Regions from separate parts of the Gossypium hirsutum genome. Here region 1 is linked to region 2. A link is a contact called in public Hi-C data. All regions are on one chromosome and are shown on one strand. Each heading gives the region's core, a stretch centred on a gene start, on an enhancer-like site or on the middle of the called end of the contact. The rest is flanking DNA. Distances are from core to core; before and after follow the strand shown. Region 1 holds the start of LOC107957340 (60S ribosomal protein L35). Region 2 holds the start of LOC107957338 (EVI5-like protein).

The links. Hi-C and Micro-C count contacts between places; a contact is called where the count stands out from the background.
Region 1: a Hi-C map of hypocotyl shows a contact between it and region 2, with 2.1 times the contacts expected there. The contact joins the promoter of LOC107957340 here to the promoter of LOC107957338 in region 2. A contact is called at or near these places in 5 of 34 Hi-C or Micro-C datasets (anther, hypocotyl, leaf and 1 more).

What each region holds. Positions count from the first base shown.
Region 1 is chrA05:40,090,514-40,096,306 of Gossypium_hirsutum_v2.1, forward strand. LOC107957340 (60S ribosomal protein L35) reads right to left here and starts at 1,847. Exons shown (of 4, transcript XM_016892848.2): 1 at 1,734-1,847; 2 at 1,473-1,608; 3 at 653-809; 4 at 19-318. The coding sequence starts at 1,737. The coding sequence ends at 244. LOC121229114 reads right to left here. Exons shown (of 2, transcript XM_041112399.1): 2 at 4,909-5,793. It also overlaps the pseudogene LOC107961196.
Region 2 is chrA05:39,858,988-39,864,476 of Gossypium_hirsutum_v2.1, forward strand. It overlaps LOC107957338 (EVI5-like protein), which reads right to left and starts at 3,727. Exons shown (of 18, transcript XM_041112395.1): 1 at 3,365-3,727; 2 at 2,457-2,526; 3 at 1,501-2,121; 4 at 1,241-1,420; 5 at 1,007-1,120; 6 at 866-924; 7 at 538-604; 8 at 355-406; 9 at 148-240. The coding sequence starts at 3,426.

The DNA of each region.
Region 1 (5,793 bases), core at 597-3,096, 230 kb after region 2:
CATGACACTAGTGAGATGTTTCAAAACAAAGATAAATGGATTTCATTTCTAACCTCCATCTAAATTTCATTCTTAAGCAGAATGTCCCTCATTTAATTACCACTTCCATCAAAAAGATTAAAATCTAGATTTGACATATGGGAAAATGTTCAAAAACATAAAAACCAAACAAAATCACAGCTCGGGTTTTCACAAATAAGTAAACACAAACGGATTTCAAAATAGAATCTCAAATATCTTATCCTACACCTTAATGGCATACTTCCTCATGGGGAAGTACATTTCCTTCTTCTTTTCACGTTCTGTCTTCAGCGATGCCTAGGGCAAGCAAACAAATCGATATTCAGATACAACCAAACAAGCTATACAAATAGCAAGCAAACTAAACCCGAATACATGTTTCATTGATAGTTCTATGCATTCAAGATGGATGGAAGCTGCATGGCAGCTGAAATGGCACGATTTTATGTTATTCTGATTTCCGACTTTTCATTTTCTTAATGTACTCATGTCTGACACCTATAACAAGCACATCTTCAGACATGGGTATGTGAACTTAACCCGACACTCACACTAGGATTTTAGTAAAAAATACTTATTCAACAAAAGCTATAATAAAAGCATATTCGCATAATCAAAAGAATGTCTGTACCTGATGCTTGGTAAGCCTTCTCCTGATGGCTCTGGTCTTCTTTGGACGGAGATCAAGGGGCAAGAACTTCTTCTTCTTATATGCCTCCCTCAGTGCAGCCTTCTGCTTCTGTGAGATCACTGTCAACACCTGAGCAATTGACAACCTCACCACCTTTCTGCATTCATACAAACAGAAGAATCAAAATAACATGCCAAAGCCAATGAATCCGGAACCGGAACATGCCAAATCAACAAGGTCTAACAAAATATTGAACAAGTCAAAAATGAAACTCATATACAATGCACTCCAAAGTGTACAGTTTCAAAACCAACATATACGTTAGTCCTAACTAGCTCTTTAAAAGCTGAACTTGCCAATCAAATGATATCGGAATCAATATCGCTACTTTGCTTTTCGCTTCTCATATAGTCACCAAATGATATAATTCGAGGGAGAAAAAATGGCATATGGCTAAAATAAATATAAATTCAAACATATTGTTCCATACATAAAAGCGAAATTATTAAGCTTCTTAATGAAAACCAATTTCTTAAATGTTTTAACGTTTTATTTATCACAACACATTTTAACAACTATACAGAAGGGAAACTTTGTTCCAGAGATACCAGCAATTCACTTTCACTACATAGCAAAAACAATATAAGAAAGTACCAATCGAACAAGAAAATCCTTTGTTAGAAACAAATGAATACCCATTTCTCCAAATAAACTAGGAAATCAAGTTCCATTTGCATATACCCAATTAACCCTCAACTTACGATCCATAGCTAACACATACAACAGATTAAAAAAGAACAATACAGAGAGAGAAAATTACATCTTGGAAAGCTTGTTAGGTGCACCACCGGTAACTTTGGCAACACGAAGAAGAGCGAGCTCAGCTTTGAGATCTTTCAACTGAGCCAAAAGCTCAGTTTTTGATTTCTGTCTCAACTCATGGACCTTGATTCTCGCTGTTTTTTTTAAGCGATTTACAAACAATAACATGAAACAAAGATTAAAACACATGAAAAATCCATGTTTGATTTTAGGAAATGTAAGAAAAATATGAACATTTTAAAGGTATTTGAAGAGTTACCCATTGCTTCTTCCGCTGCTCTTCAGAAGTGCCGGCTTCTCTCTGTCTTTCTTAAAGTATGATGAAACCCTAATATTAAAAGGAGACTAGGGTTCTAAAGAATTGGGTTAAAATTGGTTTATTTTATTGTAGTTTATTGGGCTATAATATTATATGGGCTTCTAAACTTGGGCCTGTTTGGATAAAGTCTAATGGAGGAATGAGTATAGCTTCTCCACAAATCGATTTTTATAATTTCTCTAAAATTTAGTTTTTTTTAATATTTATATATTTTTTTAATTTAGTCATCAATATTATAAAAAGAGTTGAATTTGACAATAAATATTTAAAAAAGAGTTGGATTAAAATCTTTAAACAACCCAGCAATAATTACAATATTATTCTAGTAACATCATGTAAAAACCAAGCATCTATCCGCTGATGTTTCATGATTATTTCCGGAGGTTCCTAAAAGACTATTGGATCATAAGAGAAAGCTTTCATAATCCCAGCCAACGTATAAGCAGCTCTATTAATTTCTCTTGGAATCTTCTTAATGACCACCTTCTATTGTCTCCTACAAATCTCTTGAATTCTCAAAGTTAGGTCCCGGCCGGTACAATTACCTACAAGACCTATCTAAAACGGCTTCCACAGTTTGAGAATAATTTGTTTCGACCAGGATATTAACTCAATTAGCATCCCACGTTATAAGAAGTCCATCATAAATAGTCCAAAGTTTAACCTGCCCAACATTGCATCTATCAATGTTTCTCCCAACTCCTCCACGCCACATACCAAGTTCTTCTCTAGCCACAGCAGTTGTCGATGCAACTCCTGAAATAGGATCCCTTCACCCATCCTTAAAAAAAAGCTTTTAACTCTATTTACAATATTTAAGGAAAAGTTGAAAATTAAATTGGGTTAATGGTAAATTTAACTACTAATTTTTTTCATGTTTTGTCAAAATGACTTTAATTGTATTTTTTAGACTTTTTTGGTCATCAACATTTATTCTTTATTTCAAATTGCTTTTATTTTTCAACAGATTTGATGAAAGTATCATTAAAAAAATTAACGGGGTAATGTGGAATTTCATATGTGGAATATTTTTAATGAGATATAATCTATTATTTAGGTAACCCAATAAAATAATTACATGTGAAAAATTATAAAATAAATAAATAATTCATGAAGTTAAAAAAATAACTTTTAACTTAAAGAAAATAAACGTAATTATCTAAAAAAAAGCACACATTCAATATTTTCGATATAGATTACATTCTATTAAAAATATTTTACATATAAAATTTCACATCATCCCATTAAATTCTTAATGGTAATTTCATCAAATCTATTAAAAAAACGTAATTTGAAAAAAAAAACAAAGGTTTATAGCAAAAAAAAGACTCGAAAATACAATTAAGGTCATTTTGACAAAGCATGTAAATATTAGTGACCAAATTTGTGATTAAGCCGATTAAATTTTACATTATAAATTTTTGTAAGAAATTTTTTAATAATTCAATCAGATTTTTTATTGGTTAATTCGGTTGTTACATATTCATTTAACCGGATAAATCAACTCAAAATTTACGCAACAAATTCTAAATTTTTCATTTTTTTTTGTTAGATTCATAACACAGTATAATTTTCCAAATAAATCACATAAAATTTCACAATTTTTATTAAAAAAATCAGAAATCTTTGAATTTTGACTCTCAAATCAGATCTAATAGGTAATATAAACAGTAAACTCAGCACTGTCTCAAAGCCATCAGTCTCCTGCTGTTGATTGCTTGCTGGTATGGTCTTAACAATGGCGAAACCTTTTGCATTAACATATTTCCCAGTGCCACCATGATGGCCAAATGAGACTCCGATACACCGACCCGATGAACCCCAAAGAAGCTAAGGGTGTCAGCGTAGTGTCCACTCTCGAACATGGCCGTAAATGCCATGGTTTGACTGTTCCCATCGATTGAGCTAGCAACATAGAACCCTTGTGCCTTGCCTAGGAGCCCAGACCCTAGCTCATGTCCGACAGTCAGCTCGTCGTCCATGACCGTCATGGTTCCGAACATGAGCTTTTGCAGTGCCGACCCTGAAGGAAGTTGGCCCCCAGTTAGGACAGCGAAGTTGGAAGCCCCATTGTTTAAGTTCTTGCCATTGTTTAAAGCTTGAGTGTTGCCACCGAGACCAGTGAGCAATGGGAGGTTATTGTTGTTTAGAATGCCGGTGTTCCCAGTGTTTTGGTTAATGCCATTGTTGAGTGGGAGGTTGCCACCATTTGGTTTGGCAAATGGGAGCTGACCATTGACTGCAGGGTTGTTGACAATGCCGGTGATTGCTAGTGCAGTGGGGTTTGACCCACCTAGGATGTCATGCATGAAGAAGGTCAGCGTGTGGTGGTCAGGGTCAGGGTTTACAGGATTGGGACCAGTTGTTGCACCACCAACCACAGTAGGGTTAGGGTTTGAGCCTGGTGGGGTGGTCAATGGTGGTACATTAGAAACAGGTGTTGAAACAGGATTGGATGGGTTTGAGGGTTGCTTATCAAGCATTCTTGCTGAAGTGGAGAAGGCAATTGTGAAGGTGAGAAGTAGTGCAGAAATGAGTTTATAGGTTTCCATCTAATATGTTTCTGGCAAGGAAAAACAATACAAGCTCAGGAATTTATATTTGTCTTGATGAACTGAAGTTTCATACACATACATACATGTATATATATATGTAAATGTGTATGTGTATGTGTATGTATGGAGTTGTTGAAGTTTTACAGAAAGTGGAAGATAAGAAATGGTTGGAAGATTGGGTGATGGTTTAACTCCAAGTAAAGTTCATGGCACCTTTCTCATTTATAAAAAGACTATATGTTTCTAACCTATTTTACTTCAATTTTTTTAATTATATATTATAAATATTTGAAATGTCTTATATCCAAAATACATATTGAAGTAGATGTCGAATATTAATATATTTTTAAAAAATTTGAAAAGTCAAATCAAAATTAAATTTTTAAAAAATTTGAAAAGTCAAATCAAAATCCAAAATACATATGTGATTTTCCTGTTCTTCAAACTATCTTTCCATTAAAAGTTCAATCCGAACCCATCTTAGTATTTAGCAGAATATAAAGTATTTACCTTTAACTGCATAGCGGGCAACAAAAAAACGTATCCTTTCTTTTTCTCGTTGTCTTCTTTTAGTAACAAAGTACAAAACCTTTTAGCCTTTACATGTATACACCGTAATGGCATCTGCCATCATCCCACTATACACACACACACAAACATCCATACAACTTGACTTTTCACACTAATGCAAAGAATGAACTATGTTATGTATATTTTCCTAGAATGAACTATGTTATGTATATTTTCCTACTAACTCTTTCTATATTTTTTCTCACAAGTTTCTGTAAAATATGAATGAAAAAAAATGCAAAACAACCTTGTTCTATGTTGCGCTCCGAACTCCACTTTTCTTCAAGTACTCATGTCACAGATCCTTCAAATATATGGAAAAAACTTCAAAAATCTTTCAAAAACTCTCTAGGCTAACAATCTCTGCTGCCAATTCATCAATAAACAAATTCACTATGTCTTTACAGATTACTTCAACATCATATCCTAAGAATAACCATCCATCATCTTTTCTAAATAGTTTCTCAGATGAGTTCTTTATTGCTTCTTTGTCATGGCAAACTAAGAGCTTATACAGTTGCTCTTCGATCTCCTTCAAGTTCTGCCTATGGCTAAGCCTTCTTGCAACAGGTTTTGCCCACATTGGTTCTCCAAAGCATGGTCGGAAAAGTTCGATTAAACCCGAATTTATTTGGTCAAAAAGTAGCCTCCTTGCTGACCTATTCCAAGATATCTGTTCACCATACTTCTTCTCTAATTTATCGAAAACTGAAGGGCCTATTTGGATTTCGGGAAATTGCCATTGATCAGAGCATATATCCTGATTTCTACCACGGAAACCTGCTTCGGTCAATTACTTGAATACGAAGCTTCACTAAAACTAGGAGAAGCAAGACAATTCTTAGCCTTCTCTACCTCCAAAGGATTCGGAATAA
Region 2 (5,489 bases), core at 2,477-4,976:
AAGCACAGGTGATTCCAATTACTAAAAGAGAGTGCAACTCTAGTAAACTAGCAACAAAAGCAGCAACTGCAGAAGGAACTTTTTGAATAGTGTGATAAATTGTGCAACTAGTTAAATATAGCTACAAGACACGGCATGAAACCTGACCACTTTCCCATGGAAGCATGTTCATAAAAATGGAAAGGAACCATGGTCCAGTAACCCATGCCACTTGCACTCCCAGATAATCTAGGTGATTGACTGCAAAGAACATAAAAATGTCTATCATAAACTGCTTGCCCAAAATACACAATAGAAAGAGACATGTGGAAAGTTCAAGCACAAAAAGAAGAATATTGAAAAAGAAAAACAAACCCAGTTTGGGAAATCTTTCGCGCATCAACTCCTCAAAAACAAGTTGGTCAACCTAACAAAAGGCCACAAGTTACCAGGATAATTATCTAAAGCAGAACCATCAATCACTTCAACGTTCTCAATTAGGAGAAAGCAGATAGTAGAAATCAATTGGCAAGAAGAAAGTGTTAAGCAAATTATTACCTGAGACGCAATCATTTCCTCTGAGTAATAACCGTCAAAATAGTCATCAATAATGCCCACCAAAGTCCTGGAATGTATACCACAACTTAGAAGAATACAAAGCCAATGATGCACTTATTTTTAAAAACTAAATGCATTTCTTGCCGCTAAAAATAGAGAATCTCAATAAATAAGAAAGATAGGAACATGCAAATCATGTGCATGAAGAGAGTAAATACATTCCAGTAACAAAATATACCCTGATCTGTAACTTTTAAAAACGAATTTCATGAATAGAACAAGGAATATGGGATATGCAAGGAATTTTCTCAACTGAGTCTCAACCTACCAGAAGGCATTTTCTTCAGGCATCAAGAGGAGTAACAAGGCAGCAAAGAAATTCATGGCCTGCATGAGAAAAACACATATCCCAAAAAGCTCTAAAACACTCCAGACATGGCCATAGGAAACATATTTCTGAATCTAGTACCTGACAGTACCCAACAGAGGGGTTATGTCGAGCATACGCTGTAAGCAACCGTCTCAGAGCATTTCTACCATCATTATCCAGAGCAGGGTGACCTGGGAATGTTCTGGGCAAATCCTGTTTTTAGAACCATTAATCAGTTATGAAACTCAAACTAATAACAATAACACCAAACAAGGCAGCACCAGCTGCTGAAGAAACAAAATACAGATTTCAGAAAACTGCACGTGAAACAACCTTCTCAATTTGCCCCTTCCATTTCTCAGGCTCACATATTGACTCTGTGGTTGAACCCTTACACTCTGACAGGAAGCTCAGTTGTTCAGTGTTGTTGCCAGAGTTAGTTTCATTAGCAAGCAGACCCTTGTAATAATTCTCCAGTCGGCGGGTCCTCACACCAACAAAGGCTTGCCAAAGCTGTAATAATGACCAAGTTCATGAAAGAAAGAAAGAAAGAGCGGAAAATAAAGAGAGAGAAAGGACATCAAATAAAATACCTCTCCCCTAAGAGCCATCGGTACTCCACCACGAACAAGAACTTCCAACTCCTCTTTCCAGGGAAAGAAAGATTCCATAGGTGCTGCATCCGCAGCAGCAGCAGCTGTAGTTGTACTTCCGCTGTCACTTGTAGGGGAATCCTGAACTGGGTCAGATCTCTCAGCATCATAAAATTCATCCTCAGAATCCTCCTCTGATGCTCCCTTTGGGACTCTAGCATCTTCAGTTGGAGCTAATGGTTTCCCTTGACCTGTTTCTCGCTCATCTTTAGATAAATTGTCTTTCTTCTTTACACGGATACTCATTAAATCTTCAATGGGTCGAAGGGATGGTCTAATTTCAGTCCATATTTGGATCCGATGAACTCTTTTCTCTGGTTCAGATTGTACCTTCTCTTTTTCTGTATCATTCTCAGACACACTATCCAAACCAGACTTCTTTTCACATAAATCATCTCCTTCAGCTCCCTTCTGCACTTCATTGTTTCCATCCTCTGCAACTTCAGTGTGTGAGACCTCCTTGCCTTCCTCTGAGGATATCCCTTCGAGAGGCAATTGAGGAGACTCTGACTGGCGTTCCAAAAAATCACTCCACCTATCTGATCTTTCCTCCTCTTCTTCCTAAAGTCACATGTATAGATACAATATGAACCTGTTATTAATCTTAGTTGAAATTATTTCTTTTGATTACCATTCAGTCACCCAAGAATTAGTCAAAGAAACTATTAAAGTTCTGAATCATTGAGCTTGATATAATTCAGGGCCCATAATTGGCAAGAAAAATGATTAAAGAAAATATGCTAATTTAAGTCATAAAATTACTTATATGCTCAAGTTATTCTATAGTTTCAGAGAATACGACACATTATCAGTATTACCATGATATATGAGTTAGCATTTAAGTATCCTTTTCTTTAGCAACTGAAAGAAAAGCAGGATAGAAACAAGAGAAGTACCTTGTAAATATTAGCATATTCTCGGTATGTTTGCACATGTTGAGGTCTCACCGCAAATCCATAGGCATCCCTGTCAATGGCAAATAGCTTTATATTTGCAAAAAAGTTCAATCAATGACACCTTGATCATTCTATGAAAAAAATCTCAAACGAAGTTTGCAAATTTCCACGATATTCTATGTAAAAATTAACTTAAACTACTTGCATTACCGCAACATTCTAATAAACGAAGTAGCAATATTAACCTAAGCTTATCAAATTCAAGTCAAGACAACTCATTGCGAAATAAAATCTAGAGCAACAAATAAGCAGAAACATCAAACTAAAGGTGAAATAGCAAGTAAAGTTATCCGAATACAACCTGCAATCGACATTCAAGGTCTGCTTAGTTTCACAGTTTCACTAGAAAACAACATATCCTAGTCAAATCTAAACTAGTCTACTTTCCATTATCACTCAACTTCCAGTCAATTTGCTCAAAAAATCAAACTAAGTTCCATTGAAATAAAAAGGTCAATAAAAGATCACGGATTTTAGCAACGTTCTCAGTGAAACTAGCTTAAATCATTAGCAACAAGCCACCGCATTCCTCAATTACTAAACTAAACTCTGATCGTAGTCAATAAGGTCTTGATCATGTAAAAATCTAACTAAAAAAGAATCAATCAAAATCGAACTTGAATTTACCTGCAATCGGCATCCAAAGATTGCCAAGTTACACTAGGAGACAACATATGCTCATATTCTATACTCAAATTAGTTCCAAGAATTAAATCACATTTCACATTATCAAGTCCAAATCGAAGTCAAAACAGTGAAAAAAAAGTTACTGAAAATAAAAAGATCTGATCAAAATGTTGAAGGATCAGACACAGAGATAGAAGGGACACGTGGCGAGAAGAGAGTACCTCTTGTGGTCGAAGGTTACAAGGGGGTTCACCGCATTGGTGGTGGCGGCGGAGGATCTCATTTAGTTCCTGCTGAAATGGAAAGACTTTATTGGACTGTGAGATACTGAGGATGTCGGTGACAGTGACGAGAGGATCTCCTGTATTCTGCAACGGAAAAAAACAATGGAAGAGAAAAGAAAGGAGATATATAATAAAGAGAGATGAAATTGGAAGGAGGGTGGAGCTCTCTGTTTGGGCAGAAGGGAAGTGTGGAGAGAAGTGAGAGGGAGGAAAGTGAGGCACATGCAAAATGGCGAGATTAACGTCACATTATTACCATGTGGACGGATTTCTTAGCACGGAAATCGATGTCGGTAAAAGGCAACGCTGTGAATATGAGAAATTTCAATAATATAAAGAGTTAGAATCTAGACCATAATCCTTAAATTTATAATAGGTAAATTTCATAGAATGGGATTAAATTATTAATAAATTTATTTTTTTTAGTTATTTAATTATAAAAAGTTACAAAATCGTAATTGGATTATTTGATTGTTTTCATTTAAATCACTGAACTATTTAAAAGTTTTTTTTGAAGTCATTAAGTTGTTAAGTATTTTTTTTAAAATTTGACAAGTGAGATCCAAGTGATGATTCAGTGATTAGTATGATGGACCAATACTCATCTACGAGTAGAAGAACATACTTTAGATTCAAGCCGATTTGATAGTCAATGTCGGAAATTGGAGATTAAAAATTGTTTAGATTTTTGGTTCACAAATTCATGACGTTCAAAGTTGTTAAAAAAATGAATTGTAAAAGAGAAGGGAAATGCGAGCTTTCAATTAGTGCACGCGGTGTAAATAGAAAATGTCATACAACCAGGGGCGAAGCAAAGGGGCTGGCATAGGCCTTGGTCCTCCCTAAAATGTAAAATTACTATTTAGGTTCTTAAATTTTTTTAAAAATTTTAAATTAGTAAAGGTAAAATTACACTTTGCCCCCCTAAAATTATAAAAAGTTGATTTAATCCTTTACAAATTATAAAAATATAAACTATAAAAAATTAAAATTTTATCCGGCCCCCCTAAAAAATTGTTCTGACTTTGCCCCTAAATACAACAGCGACTTTAACAACTCGATAAATTAAATAAAATTTTTGAATAGTTGAATAACCATTTTGTAATTTTTTAAAGTTAAATATTCAAAATATAAACTTATTAATAATTTAATGAGATTAAGTATAATTTACTATTTATAATAAGACCAACCTTAAAATATGCTAAATAGGGTTAAGTCCACAAGACGAAACAGGTAAAATATATAAATATTAATATATTTTTAAATAGTAAAATATGCATGATGAAATTTAGTTGTGATTATGAGAAAATTAAGATTTATATGATCCTCCAATTTTTAAAGAAAAAAATTAGTCCTTCGTTTAATATTTTTTATCACTTTTTTATTTTTAATTTTATATTATTTATTAAATTATTTTAAAATAGATAAAAAATTAAACGTCAATTAACGTGACATGTATAGATTACTTTATGGATGTCATGGTAGCATATGTTAATTTTTTATTTATTTTGAGGTTATTTGACAAATATCATAAATTTAAAAATAAAAAAATAAAAATTAGATGATAGACTTAAATAATTTTTTAAAAAAAATTGAGAGGTAAATAAGTTATCATATATATTTTAAATGAGTTAGAAGGATAGGGATGTATGTTACAACTTTTAGTCTTTTGATTATATAAAAAGAAGCAATTCTCTGTCACCTTTTATCATATTGTGTCGGCAATGAAAAATATTTGCTTGAAATTGTAATATTATTATCCACAGTTATGTATCAAGTGAATGTTAAAACATGACCATATTGATTGCACTAGCAATAGCATGCCAAAAAAGAGTAGGGCCTTTTGGAAACATGTAGGCCATGATCATGATTAATTATCGAACCAAGATACGATAAAAATTATAAAATATAAAAAACATAAATTTAGTAAATTTACCTGTTGCTCACCTAATTCCTTAATAATAGAGTCGAGGATTTGATTCCAAATCATCGAAATAGAAAATATTTCATAATTAATTTACCTTTTTGAAGAATAATTATATTAATTATACTTACTTACAAT